Regions from separate parts of the Sus scrofa genome. Here region 2 is linked to region 1. The links are chromatin contacts, called in public Hi-C maps. All regions are on one chromosome and are shown on one strand. The core of a region is the stretch at or near the end of the contact, and the rest is flanking DNA. Distances in the headings are between cores, read along the strand shown.

What was found. A called contact is a pair of places that touch in the nucleus more often than the background predicts.
Region 2: a contact with region 1 is called in a Hi-C map of skeletal muscle, with 5 times the contacts expected there. The contact joins two enhancer-like sites. A contact is called at or near these places in 1 of 47 Hi-C or Micro-C datasets (skeletal muscle) and 1 of 2 datasets of contacts at active chromatin or transcription factors (skeletal muscle).

What each region holds. Positions count from the first base shown.
Region 1 is chr1:24,357,529-24,364,743 of Sscrofa11.1, forward strand. No RefSeq gene overlaps it. Among named protein-coding and RNA genes, the nearest start is that of CITED2, 790 kb to the right of the region's middle. Within about 2 kb of position 3,968, at least 3 of the 83 cell types and tissues checked have an H3K27ac peak or open chromatin away from gene starts, as enhancers often do. A contact at or near this core is called in skeletal muscle, where this site is marked.
Region 2 is chr1:24,573,340-24,580,450 of Sscrofa11.1, forward strand. No RefSeq gene overlaps it. Among named protein-coding and RNA genes, the nearest start is that of CITED2, 580 kb to the right of the region's middle. Within about 2 kb of position 3,507, at least 1 of the 83 cell types and tissues checked has an H3K27ac peak or open chromatin away from gene starts, as enhancers often do. A contact at or near this core is called in skeletal muscle, where this site is marked.

The DNA.
Region 1 (7,215 bases), core at 2,718-5,217:
GGTGAAAAGGTTTTCCTTCTATTCTTCTAAGTTCTTTGGCTGGTCTAATAATTAAAACTGACATTAGAGAAATTAATGAGAGAAAAAACAAATTAAATTTTCTACATACAGGATCCTTATAAAAATATGAGACCCAAAGTCAGGCAAGTGAGGCTTATATGCCATCCTAAGCTAAGGATTTGGATAGGGGCCTGAGGCTTCAAAGAGGAGGACCATTCACAGGGAGATAAGAAGAGCAAATATTTGGTTATCAGATGTTTGTCCAGTATGCAGATAAGTCTTTCTGAGAAAAAGTTATCCCTGGTTATAGCTCCATTTCTGAATCAGACTCTTATCTAAATTCTTTTAGGAAGTTAAGGAAGAGGTAAAAGTTTTTCTCAAGTCAGCTAAGTCTCATTTACCTCAACTCGAAATAATCCACATGTCAAATTTGGCACATTTTGGGGTGGAAATTTTGTTCCTCTTCAAGATAAAGAGAGACTACTGCTTGCTTCCATGGCTTCTTTTTTAAAGATATTGGAAATAGCAAATACAGATCAGTGGCAACAACACACAGGCAGATGAGGTAGGAAAATCTTTTCCTTTCCTGTGGCAGCATTTCCAACTTTCTCCTCCATATTCTGATCCTATTAATCTGCAAAAATCCAAAGCATCCTTCTCCTCAGTCATCCAGGGAAAAACCAGGCTGAATTATTTTAAAAGGTAAATTGTCCTCATATATGAATATGGCAACAAAATTGAATCATTTTCTAAATTTCATTTTGCTTTAATAGCCTTAGGTTAAAAATGAAAATTTAAAATATGGCCTTGGCTTGACCTTTGCTTTTATATTTCAGATGGTCATTGTGGAAGGTTTTAAATAAAATATGATCATATTAACTGAGCCTTCTTCAAAGGTCAGCTTGTCTATTTGTCTGAATTGTTTTGTTATTTTAAGAGACAGTCATGTTTTCATTTGGGGGCCATCCATATGCATGGTTAAATAGTATTCATTGTTTCAAAACTGCAATTCCATGGTTTTGTGTAAAACCCAAAACATCAGTTAGAAAATGCCCATAAGCATTTCCTGCATGCCTTGCTGTTATAGGAAGGGGCCTAGGCAATGAGGAAATAGTGGCTTCCTTGGGAAACAGAGGGAAGTGCTCAAAGGATGTGTGGGGAAAGACACAAAAACAGATTCTGCCTACTTCTCAGTTTTTTTCTAGGAATAGTTCTCCCCACATTAACAGCATTTCTTTATATATACTTATATATAAATCAGTTGGGATTCACACAATAAAAACCTGCTGAAACAAAGTCCAACCTGAAAATTAACTCCACATTAAAGGAAATAGAACTGTGAGTGGTGCTGGAAGAAAAATAAGTTGACTTTAAAATAGGTTTGTGACTATTGCTGAGAAATATTCCTCCAGTGTGCTCATGAGCATTAAGCTGCGGTAAATTAAATACTGTATGGGGGAGGAGGTAGGGAAAAACGTATTTAGCATGGTTTTCTGAAGAATTTCCTTGAAAAGAGGAACCTCAGCTTCACAAAATTCTGCTTTTTAACCAAAAGGAAACAAGTAAAATTATACAATAATAGTAATATTCTCTTAACTTGAGAGTATTAAAATTTGGGTTTTATAGATTCACATTCTGTTTAGAAAACACTCCCCATGCATAGAATCAGGAGATAGAGATAAACAGAGACAGTCCCTGCCCTCAAGGAACTTAAAGTAAACAATGCCAACAGCAACTGCAGCATCAACAGTAAAGGACTGTTATTTTCGGATGCATGAGCTCATCATCCAGGGTAAGGCTTGTATTACGGTGTTGTGAACTCTGGAATGCATCTTCTTTTAACAGTGTGATAACCCCAAATCATTCTAAACCTATCTAACTTGATAGGAAAGAGCCTGACATTGCAAGACAGAAATAAAAAAAGAACTGTAATTTTATACTGTTTCAAAGTGCTTTCTGAGACTGCAAAAGTGGCCGACCTGAGAAGTTAGAATTGATTTCCAAATGACTTCCTATCATACTCCTTTTGTTTTCACACAATGTTCTGGGTCATAGGAAGGGAAATAAAATTTGTTAGAAAAAATTAAAAATATCTCTCTGCCCGCATTTAGTTTTAACGGTGTTTAAGCAAATTAAATTCTATTCCATTTTAAGGCCGATATAAATGTACGGTGTGCGGACATATCTGTAATTTAAAATGAAAGATATCTTAATACTAAAACTAGAAAGGAAATAATTTCTTCCAAGGATTTGCAAATTTGATATAAAGTGTTATTTTATGACTATTAAACAGGGCTCAGGGAAAATAATTTGAACTTTCTTTCTTAGAATGGTATAGTATAAGTGCTTGGTTCAAATTTTATTTTAAGCCCATTGTAAATTCACATTACATATTTGTACTGTACCCTATACACATTTATAAAATTGTTGTATGTGAGTGAATCTATAGTAAACTGCCATTCTGAAGAATAGCACTGTTAATCAGTTCAGGAAAGGTCATGCTTTGTTTGCTTGTTCTATAAATCACACACACATTTCTCCTAAGTGGCTTAAAGATGTGCAAGCTTTCAATTCGACCAAAGTAACTGCATATTTTTGAATGAAAATCTTCAACAGCTGTACTTGAACAAGTGGCAAGGTTCACATTCTACATACACAAAACAAAGACTACCTTCAAGGGCAAAAATCAGCCTGTGAAAATGAAATCAAAATGACTGGAAACAGAAGGCACACACTAAGTTAGTCATTGATTGATTTAGTTGGGAGGGTCCCAGTAAAAAGCTGACAGTGATTTATCTTTTAATCTAACAGAATAACAACAAATCTTAAAGCAATCAGTTTTAATGGTCTTAATAACTCCAATCAAATTATTCACCTTCCACATTAATATAGGAGGTTGGCTTCATATTTATCCCTCAGATTTGTCAAATACATATCACTGTTTGCTAAACTAAACCCTGGTCCTCCAGTTCTAATAGATTCTATTAGCATTCCATTTTAATTGCCCTTTTCTCATAATTAAGGTGACCATAGGTTCCAGTTTTCCAGGCATGGCCATGGTCCTGGCTTACACTTTTTGCACGGGCATAATTTTTAAGAGTTTCTCCATTTTTAGAAGTGTCCTGGTTGGAAAAGCAAGGCATATGACCACCGTGCTCATAACTCCCCTTTTATGATTCCCTGTTTCTTTAGGGCCTATGAAAGCTGAAAATCTTCAATAAATCAGTATGAGCAAATATATGAACAGATCAGGACTTCACAAATCTATCTGATATTTCCTCACCAACCCAAAGAAAAATCTTTTCCTCACCTATATCACATGTCTGAGTCCTCAAAACTAGAAGCCTAGCAAGATAAAATTTTGTTGACAGGTTGCTTTTCAAGGACTCTATTTGAAAACTAAAAGGAAAAAAAAATTGTCCTTCTGACAAGAGAAGAAATTAAGATGATCTTGGTGAGTAAATTTTTAAAAAAGGAAAGCTGCTTGATTTTTTTGATTTGATATGAACTTTCCTAATATAAAGTTTAAATGTATAAGATGATGATTAAATGAAAACCTAGCTCTGTTTACTAATATTGATTACATTTTGCATTGGTTTTATGTTCTCTAACTACCAGAATTCTATTAGTGATGAAAATGGTGAGCACACAGGAATCTCCAGGACACTACTGGAGTCACAATGAAGCTTTCACCATCGAAGTAATGGTTCTGCATGGAGATGTGGTACCTAGAGAAAAGGCTACCTGGGGAGCTCCAGGTGATGAAATGTGCATAAAATGGACAGATAGACAGGAGAATATGCTCAGTGGATATAAGGCTAGGTTGACACCAGGGAAAGGAAATCAATGCCACAGCAATACAACTTCTACAGTTTCTAACCTAATGGATTTCTCATTCAGCTAGACTGTAAATTTGATCCTGTGCAACATTTACTTTCTTTATTTAGATCAGGATTAAAACGAAACACCTAAAAAGGCCACACAGGATAAAGAGACTGTGAGATGCCTTCAAAGGGATGAACATTTCCCAGTGGATATAAATAGATTGTTGTTTTGATCCATTTAAAAGGTCATTAGTCAAATGTTCTGTTTCTTTTTCTCTCACTCTCATTTCTTTCCATCTCTATCTCAAACACAGAGGCCTACATTAGAAAAAGAAATTAAATCAACAAGCCAACCATTCCGGAACTGAACAACAAAGTAGGACTTTAGAATTCAATATTTTAGAGGTTTAACTTTGAGTTCCATGTGTATTTCCAATTGCAAATAAAGCAAGTCGTTTTTATTTAAGTAAAATGCACTTAAGATAATTCCAAAATTGAGGAAAGAATGAATTAAAAAGCCTTCTTTCACCATAAGAATTTGAGAAATCATGTTGGCAATTTTTGCCCTCTTGTTAAAATCATAACCAGATAATGCCATTAACTTGAAGTGTTCTACTCTTCTATTTAAATTTTATATAAAGGATCTAACAAATTACTAATAGCTGATAATCATCAGGTTTTACCAGATTTACAAAACCAATGTTGAGGTGCTAATAGGCCCTAGTGGGGAAATCAGTCCTGAGTTAAATAAACAAATCATTAGGTTTTCAGAAGAATATTTAATTTGGAAACAGTGCAAAATGGATAGTCTCATTTATGGCTTAAAATATTGCTCAAATGAATGCTATAAAAATTATCAACGCTATATCAGGCAAGATGAGCAATGTCAAAAAATGAAAAAAATATAGTCCTCAACCTAGAGTTATTTACATTTAACTGGAAAAAGCCACATGCATAAAGCAATAGAGAATGATTCCAAGCAAACTAGCCAACACTTAACATTTGATTATAAGCCCCTGGTGTGCATGACCTATGTCTTAAATAAACACCATTTAATATTTAACAAAATACTTATTAAATCCTGATTATCAGGCACCATATTGGGCACTGTGCTTATGCCAGCGATAGAGATATAGTGCTTCTCATTGATGAATTTACCTAATCTTAGCTGGAAAGATAATGAATCAAAGAGAGCCTTCTCTACAGAGATGACACTCACATGGAGACCCAAGGTGAGGAAGGGAGAGACCAGACCACATCAGAACAAACCAAATGTACAATTTCCCAGAGGTTAGGCAGAGCATCATTAGTGCCAAGGGATCTGATGCATTTTTTTTTTTTTTATTTTGTCTTTCTGTCTTTTTAGGGCTGCACCCGGGCAGATGGAGGTTCCCAGGTTATGGGTCCAATTGGAGATGTAGCCGCTAGCCTAGACACAGCCGACAGCAACGTGGGATCTGAGCTACATCTGCAACCTACACCACCGCTCACGGCAACGCAGGATCCTTAACCCACTGAGTGAGGCCAAGAATCAAACCCGAATCCTCATGGATGTTAGTTGGGTTTGTTAACCACGGAGCCACCTCAGGACTCCCTGATGCATGTTAAAAATAGCGTTGAAGGCATACAATGTGTACCTTTGCTTCTGCCGCAGCTTTGAGTAAGGGTTATGACATAAAGTAGGTCCTCAAAAAAAAAATTACTTTGGATTAAACGATGAGGCTTTCTATTAAAAACAAAACAAACAAACAAAGCACTCTGTAAGTTATATGGGCACTCTTAAATCATATGGTCATTCTTCTCTGTCCTGGAAAGTGACATTTCCAGATACCCCTCCCTATTTGCTTGCCCCACTCTGCAGCTATTTTATTTCCTTGAATCCCTCTGCAACACACATACAGCCTGGAAGTCCCACAGAAGCCCCGAACTTGAAGGGTCTGAAATGGGCTCAATATCTCTTCCTCCAAACCTGGTCCTTTCCTGTGTATCCCATATACTAATGAAGACCTAGCAAAGAGCCAGGTAATCTCCACAGCCTCCACATTCTCCCTTATTTCAATTCTACCTCCTAAATACCATTAATTAGGTCTCTCTCTACATCTCCATGGACTACAGTGGTTCAAACCTAGAATATGTGATTGCCTCCTAACATTTAATTTTGTCTGTTATCTTGCAAAGTGCCCTGCCAGAATGATCTTTCTAAAATGTAAACCTGATCAGGCTATTCACTTGCTGAAATCCTCCAGTGGCTGCACAAGATTCAAAGGATTCTATGCAACCTCCATGATCTGAAAGCCCCAGGGCATCAAAATGCTGTTACTTTGTACACCAGGTCCCTTTGCCTAGAATCTACTCCATCCCAGATGACACCTCTCCAGATACTTCTGTCATAACAATGATCACATCCCATGTGTTTGTAATTTAAAGATTTAAAACTATATTGTAATTCAAAAATATAAGGAAAGGTGAAGAGAAAAATATGATACTTGTGAACCTAACAACCAGACTACCTGTATTTCGAAATTTTGCTATATTTGGTTCAGAACTCTGGATTCTGCAAAGAAGCTAAATCAATAGTTTATTATTTAAAAATGGCTTATGTAATTACAGAGGCTGAGAAATTCCAAGACCTTTAGTCTGCAAGCTAGAAACTCAGGAGAGCCAATGGTATAGATCCCATCTGGGTGCAAAGGCCTATGAAGCAAGAGAGCCAATGGTATAAGTTCCAGTCTGAGTCCAAGTCCAAAGTCAGGAGCAGATTATTGTCCCAGCCCAACATAGGCAATGAGAGGGAATTCTCCCTTATTCAGCCTTTCTGTTCTATTTAGGCCTTCAGTGGATTCAATGAGGTTCATCTACATGAGGGAAGGCAAGCTGTTTTACTCAGTTTACCCATTCAAATGTGAATCTTACCCAGAATTACCCTCGCAAACATATCCAGAATCATGTTTAACCAAGTATCTGGTCACGCAAGGCCCAGTAAGGTTGATATATAAAATTAACCATTCCAGGACTTCCATTTATTTAAATAAAATGATTAGAGATTTTATACAACTTTTGATTCCATCAATCTAGCATTGAGGAAGGCAATGATAATTGTGAAGTTGGTATGAAAACTTTTCTGCCGATGCTTTAATATTTTATTATATACATATATATCTAGAAATAAAAATGCTATTTGTGTTTTAATTTTTCTCAAAATAGTATCATACTAATCATACTTTATGACACATGCTTGTTAAGAACCATATATACTGATACATTAAATCTGTTTATTCATTTTAATGTATTATAATACCATATTAAATTTGTTCAATAAATATTAATTGAATGCCAGGCATATATTTACTCTATGCGTACCATGTATATATATGTGTGTGTGTGTGTGTGT
Region 2 (7,111 bases), core at 2,257-4,756, 220 kb after region 1:
GAAGTCAGATATGAGTTTAAGTTCACTGGTTCTCTGGATGCAAGATAAAGCCCAAGCCGTCAACAGATTTTATTTCTGTATGGTGCTTTATGATCCACTTATACCTTTATTGTGTGCCATAAAAATTCTCATTGATAATCCTATTTCTAATAATTTTGGCTTTTAAAAATATTTCTCTTTTAGTGGACGTTGTTTTCTACTTATTTTATTTTCCAAAGGGACATTTCAAATATGGGGGAAAAAAGGCCTCCAAATAAAATGCATTCTCTAACTGTCCAGATGTTCATTTCAATGCATGCATCATATAAATTTAAACTGATGAGAATGGTAATGGCCCAGCTCAGCCTGTCTTAGTTGGTGAACTCTGAAACAAGAAAAATAAGAAATGTGTTTTTTCGGAGATTATAAGTTTTAACAACTCAAGAACAGAACACACTTTTTTAGCATTTTATTATTTGGATTTTGTGGACAATAAAATTGACTTCCCACAAAGGTCTTCTTACTGTATAATAGACAAATATCATCTGTTTCAAGAGGAAGTCCAAGTTTCCTTTGTAATGAGGCTATGTCTGTAAAAAGAGAAATAAAAGCCTAGGGACACTCTAAAACAAAGCCTGAAAAATGACCATACTTTCTATTGCTTTTCTTTTTGAAGGCTTTAATAGATATTACTCTATATCTTTTCATTGTTCCTCACACATCTCAGGGATGGGTACATATAATAAGCTTGGGTTCTTCCACCTCTGAGAATTTAAGTACAATTATACAAATGCCTCATGTGCTTTTTGATGTCCTTCAGAGACTGGAAGGAGACTTCAAACAAGGCCCAATATCAGGAACTCATAGCACCCCTGTTAACTGTGTTATCCACAAAGCCATTTCCTCAGGTGAACAAACTGGCCAGAATCTTCAGAACTGGTACTAGAAGGGGAAAGCGCCCTTGATGTTACATGATTCAGTGTAGTTTTCAGGCTGGGGAGAAAGACAGAGCAGCCTCTACCTGCCAAACCCTCCACTGAGGCAATCCTGAAAAACTAGAGGGTTCTTAGAGCATTTGAGTTCCTGGTCCACTGAACTGTGTATTGTCAACAAGAGGTGTAGTGTGGCACTGCTGAAGTTTTGCTCGGGTCTTTCCCAAAATATAGCATTTCCCATAGATGTGCATGAGTGAGGAGGTCCTTAACCTTGTACATGTGTCTGCTGAAGTCATCTACATAGTAACAGTCAAGTGTTAACACCTCTGAACCATGAAGTCCCAGAGCTGCGATGCTAACATCAACCAGAGAGAAATATTTCAGGTAGCCCATCTATCTTAGTGAATTCAGGTTATTATAACAAGAAACCACAGACCAGGTGGTTTATGCACAATAGAACTTTATTTCCCACACTTCTGAAGGCTGGAGTTCTGAGAGCAGGGTGCCAGCATAGTCAGTTGAGGGACCTCTTCCAGGATCACTCCTCTCTTGATATCCTTTCATGGCAAAAAGGGCTAGGGAGCTCTGTGTGGATTTTTTTTTTTTTTTTTTTTTTTTTTTTTGCTTTTTAGGGCCACACCTGCAGCATATGGAAGTTCCCAGGCTAGGGGTCAAATCAGAGATGTAGCTACCAGCTTATGCCACAGCCACAGCAATGTGGGATACAAGCTATATCTGCAACCCACACCACAGCTCACAGCAACACTGGACCCCTGACCCACTGAGTAAGACCAGGGATTGAACCCACATGCTCATGGATACTAGTTGAATTCATTTCCACTGCATGTGTGGCCTCTTTTATAAAGGCACTAATCCTATTCATGAGAGCTCTGCCTTCATAACCTAATCACCTCCCAAAGGCCTCATCTTCTAATATTACTTTGCAGATTAGAATTTCAACATAGGAATTTGGGGAGGATAGATACATTCAGACCATAACACTACTTTAACATATCATCAATAGAAAATGCCCATTAGTTCTTAGATTATACCAGACACTAAACTCAGCCATGACTGGCAGTACTATAGGAACATCAACGCATCTCTAAGAAAAAACTTGATTATCTGCTCATAAGTTTGTTTGCTGTATGTGTGATCTTGGCCACGTCAAACTCAGTTTTCTATGGACATACACTTATGGCTTTTCATTTATACCTCATATCTCCTCCCCTACTAGTAGATTATAAACTCCTTAAATGCTAGGGATGGTCAAGAATATATTTCTTTTATAGTCTTTCTACAGCTCTTAATAGAGTGTCACTGACACCTTAGAATTTTGTGACAAACAGCAAAGTCAATAGAACTGGAAACAAAAGAAGTTTGGGGGTTTTGGTTTTTGGTTTTTTATTTTATTTTTTTAAGATGTAACAGCCAGAAATTTTTTTGGCTAAAGGAGAAGCAGAACATCCAATATTTATAATAGTAAAGATTATACACTACAAAGTTCATTTATTGTCATAATATAACTTGATTTCATTCAAGGAGTTAGCCAAGTGAAAAGGACATTTATGGTTTTGTATACTGCCAAATTAGCACTGTCATTTAAATTTTTGTATAAGAAGATATTGAAAAATTTCCTGAAACTACTGAAATACCTTTAAAGGACAGAGGTAGTAATTTATCTTGTGGCATTAACATTAAGTATGTGGTTACAATCTGGCACAGCGACGTTTCCCTGGATTAGTCTCTAAGTCTTTGGAACAACTTCAAAGGGGACTGTCCAAGAAAAGGAGATGGACTGGACGTCTTCTTTGGCCCAGTGATTATGTAACACATAAATACAGCATGAAGACTGTGGTCTTGGCATTTTTCTCCAGAGGCATTACAGCACATATTGGAATTCCAGAATCTTCTCTCACAGATTAACAGCCCAGTGGCCACTACCTTTGCTCTTAATTCAAGCAGCATTTGGTCTGCAGAGACTGGCCACCTCTGAGAGCAGGAAGATTCCTCTCTGCTGGGGGAGCACCCTCTGGACCCCCTTCCTCCCATGCCCCTGCTCCCTGCCTTCATTCAGTGAAAAGACTTGAACGACATTGGCATTTTCATTTTAACACCTTCCTCTACATGTCCAATGCATGATGTTTTATTTTAAGTGTTTTTAAATCTCCAAGTTTACTCGTTTCTCACAAACTCATCTCATTAGCACTTTCTCCTGGCAACTCTCCATATATATGTACTACTTGAGCAAAAGGCGCCATTATTCACTTCGACATTTTTTTCATGGAGTGATAAAACCTGTCCCCAAATATTTCAGATTTATTCAAACTCAGTAGACATCTTTATCTTTCCATATTAATAATAACTTTGTACTTTCAAGGTAACATTCTGTTTATTATAGAGAATATTGCTGCAGTACTTGTAATCTCACCAGCATGTGTAAGTTAAAGACTCTTTGGGCTTCTAGAAACATTTGGAGAAAAAGATTTTCTCTCTCCTCCTTGAGCTGACCAAGTTGATATCCTCCCTGGTCCAGAGGTCAGTGCACATAACTTTAGGGGCAAAGCTGGGTCTAATTACAATCTGGCTCTATAAATATTTAATAAAGAGTTTGAGAGGAGGCTGACTAGAGACCCATCTGTTAAACTGCTGGAGACATACCAGACACCGTGAATTAACTACAGAATAGGTCCATTATATTGTCAGGGTTCGATAGAGGGCCAAAGATATGCAGCTGAGCCCACATTCTCAGTAGACCGACACTGCAATAGGAATGAAGCAATCCAAAGTGGAGGAATACAAATTCTGCCACCAAATGAAGCTAATTCCTAGTGAAAATCAGTTAGCAATTATTTGACCAGTTTAAAACTGCACAACAAATTTTGATGTAGGTACAAAAGCTGTATCTCCAAGCTAAGCCAAAATTCTCATGGCCTGATTTTATTTGCCAGTATCTCCCAAATATCATCACTCTTCAATATAAGAAAATCACGCCAGGAAAAACACAGCAAATATAAGCGATGCATGTTTGTTCTTTGACAGTCATTCAAATCGGAGATATCATAGCCCCAATTCTATAAAAGAGAGATCCAATAACACAATGTATTAAGTTACAAATTTATTTCTCTCCTATGAAAATGTTGAACACTATAGTCTAGGACAAGGAAAGAGATTTGACAACCAGGAACTCAGGCCTCTTCCAACTTATGGCTCTTCCATCTTCAACACATGGCTTCTATCTCATGGTCCTAGACAACTCTTTCTACTCTGTTCATCATACCTTTGCTCTGATCAACAGAAAGAGAGAAAAGGGCAATGGAAAGAATATCCCTTTTCTTTAAAGCTGTGACCCAGAATTCACACATCAAGTTTAACATCTATGCTCAAATCTTGTGGTCCAGAGTTTGATCACATGGCCACGTGTAGCTACAAAAGAGGTCAGAGAATATGGGATTTTACAGAATCATCGATTATTCAATAAAAGTTCAGTACAATTCAGAGTCCTGCAACTAAAGAAGGAAGGGAAGATTGCTTATTAAAGGACAGCTCACCTTTCCTGCCACTTATTTTTCTGTACCCACAAGCACTTCAGAGACTACAAATGAGGAGGTGAGGGAAGAAGCAGAAGAGAGGGAGCATCTTTCCTGCTTTCTTCTACAGTAGGGAGAATTGAACCCAGCATTTCACTGGGATGATGAGGAAACAAAGAGTGATGGCAGTCCTTATTGCTCTTGCATTGATTGGCTACTTCCTCAACCTGGAGCCATTCTTGGCCAATGCAGCCAGAATATGTTTCCCTTGTCCCAAAGCAGTAACAGTGGTGGAATAAGGAGCATTCTATACTCTGGCTCTACTTATGCTTCATCACTTTCATCTGTTCCTGGCCACATAGGGATGACTCACTTCTCCTCATTTCCATGGCCAAGAAGGAGCAAAAAAGGGGAAACAGTCAAAGTGACTTCGCTTTTTGAATCCTGCTAATTCTCATTTCCCAGAGGGAAAAAGGCAACGTAGAGCCACTCTCAACATTCATGCTGACCACAAAACTCCTATTTCCATTCCTGAGGCAAAAGGCTGTGCATTCGGGGGTAACTGAAAATTATCCAGAGGTATGACTACAGATGGTTTTATATGGGGAGTGATGTTTGTCTATGTATATTTTCATTTAACTGATGAAAAGAGCCTTATAAAAATTATTAAATAGCAGAACAAAAAGATCTGTAAAAATATATCATCTTTTCTGTCCTACTACCTCCCACAATAACCCACTTACATACACAAAGTCCCCTCAGAGACCAACAAGGCATATTGTGCAGAATTTGCTGTAACCAAGGTAACAAAACATTGTTTCTTTGTATCAGCTTTCAAGACAAAAAAATTATTGTTAAACTGAATGTTTCTTTGTAATAGTGTTTATTGCTACGATGTTTACCTCCATTTTCAAGATCTAGGCAATGTCAGGCTGTTTGTTTTCTTCTAGGTACTAACTATAATTTTCAACAGGTAATTAGAAGCACCTGGATTATAGGTCAAAGCATTCTAGGGGCTGTAAATAAATATGAATAGAGCTCTGACAGTATTCCACTTACTTTCATGGTTCTATGAAAAATTATTTATTAATATAACTGCATATCAGTTAATGAATACCTATATATTGATTACATGGTCTGCAAGCATGCATGAATACATAAAGAATGATATATGAAGTACAAGACACTATAAATAATTTGCATGCTTATAATTTTATATAAAATTATTTGACATCTTTCATGCCAAACTTGCCTCATTAATCATTATCTGCCATCTTGTTCTATGATGAAATAGACTATCTATCTTGAATCTTTTGTTTACGTATAAGAATGCTGTGCCTCCCAGTGCAGGTACACACATCTTTCTTAATATAAATACTGTTCTCATTTGCATAAGGGTTTCACTCAGATGTTCATAATTGCTCTACAAATAAAATTTTTGGATGTGCATGACAGCTGAGCTCAGTAGTTAGTATCTGGAGTTCTGTGATATCACATCCTCCCATTAAACTTAACATTCACGGTCTCAGTTGAATCTGAGTGGAGATGCTGGCATAGCCTCCTTCCTTCATGGCTTCCATGTGACCTTTAAAAATATCATTGTTACTTTGTACAAACTGGACTCAGAAAGGCACTGTGAGCATTATTACATAGGCCTGCGAAGTGTATAGTATATGAGTGAATTTGCCTGTGTGTGTGATCAATAGGGCTTACAACTTACCACACCATGACAAATGTCCATTGTCAATCTCACTAATGTAATAATTGAATTTATACTTCCATGAATTTAAACAGTGGACCTTTTTACTTCGGAAATTAACAATTGGTTATAAAATTGTTTGCCTATCAGCTAAAATTTGGGGAAAATATGCAAAAATAGTAAAGCAGTGCTAGCTATGGAATTTCAGGCCATGTAAAGTGACTTTTCTATATTTCAAAAGAAATAAACATTTTCTTACAGTTTGAGGAAAGAAAAATTAAGTTGTTATCATGGTGCTCTCAATTTACTCTGGGAGCGTGTCTTACTCAATCTGCTTCTCTTATATTTTTTCTTACATTAGGGAGAAATTGCCACTCTAAGGATCTGGATTTCTATTCCCTGGGACTGTGTTCTCCATATGACTTAGTTTAACGAGAATAATTTCCAGTCCCACTCAGGAAATGAAAGCATAGGGCAGTGTAATGAGCATGTGATTGAATTTTTCCAATAGTATAGACCTATTAGCTCTAAAAATTTGCAGATTTACATAATTTTTTCCTACCTCATGATATTTGCCCTGTAGCTCTTGAATTAGATTTTTTTTGATCCAACTTCACAGATGTCATTTTGGTTTCAGACTTAGACATTTTCTAGAGACTTAGTATTAGGGACTACATTTACATTCTTAGAGCAGGAATTTTCACTCTTGTTTGCTTTTTTTTTCTTCTGAGTTTACTTTAAGAAGAGATTCAGTCACAATACAACTTAATCTGTATTCTCAACTCTTTAAAGAAAACATTGATTAATACTGAAGAAACCTGTCTAAAAATAGCACTGCATGGAACACAGCTCAATAGTCTCTTAAAAGCATCAGGTTTTGTCAAATGTATGCTAGTCTTGGCCACTATTATAATCAATGATTATAATGGTTATTGATTTTTTCACTGATGTTAAGAGAGAATAAAAGT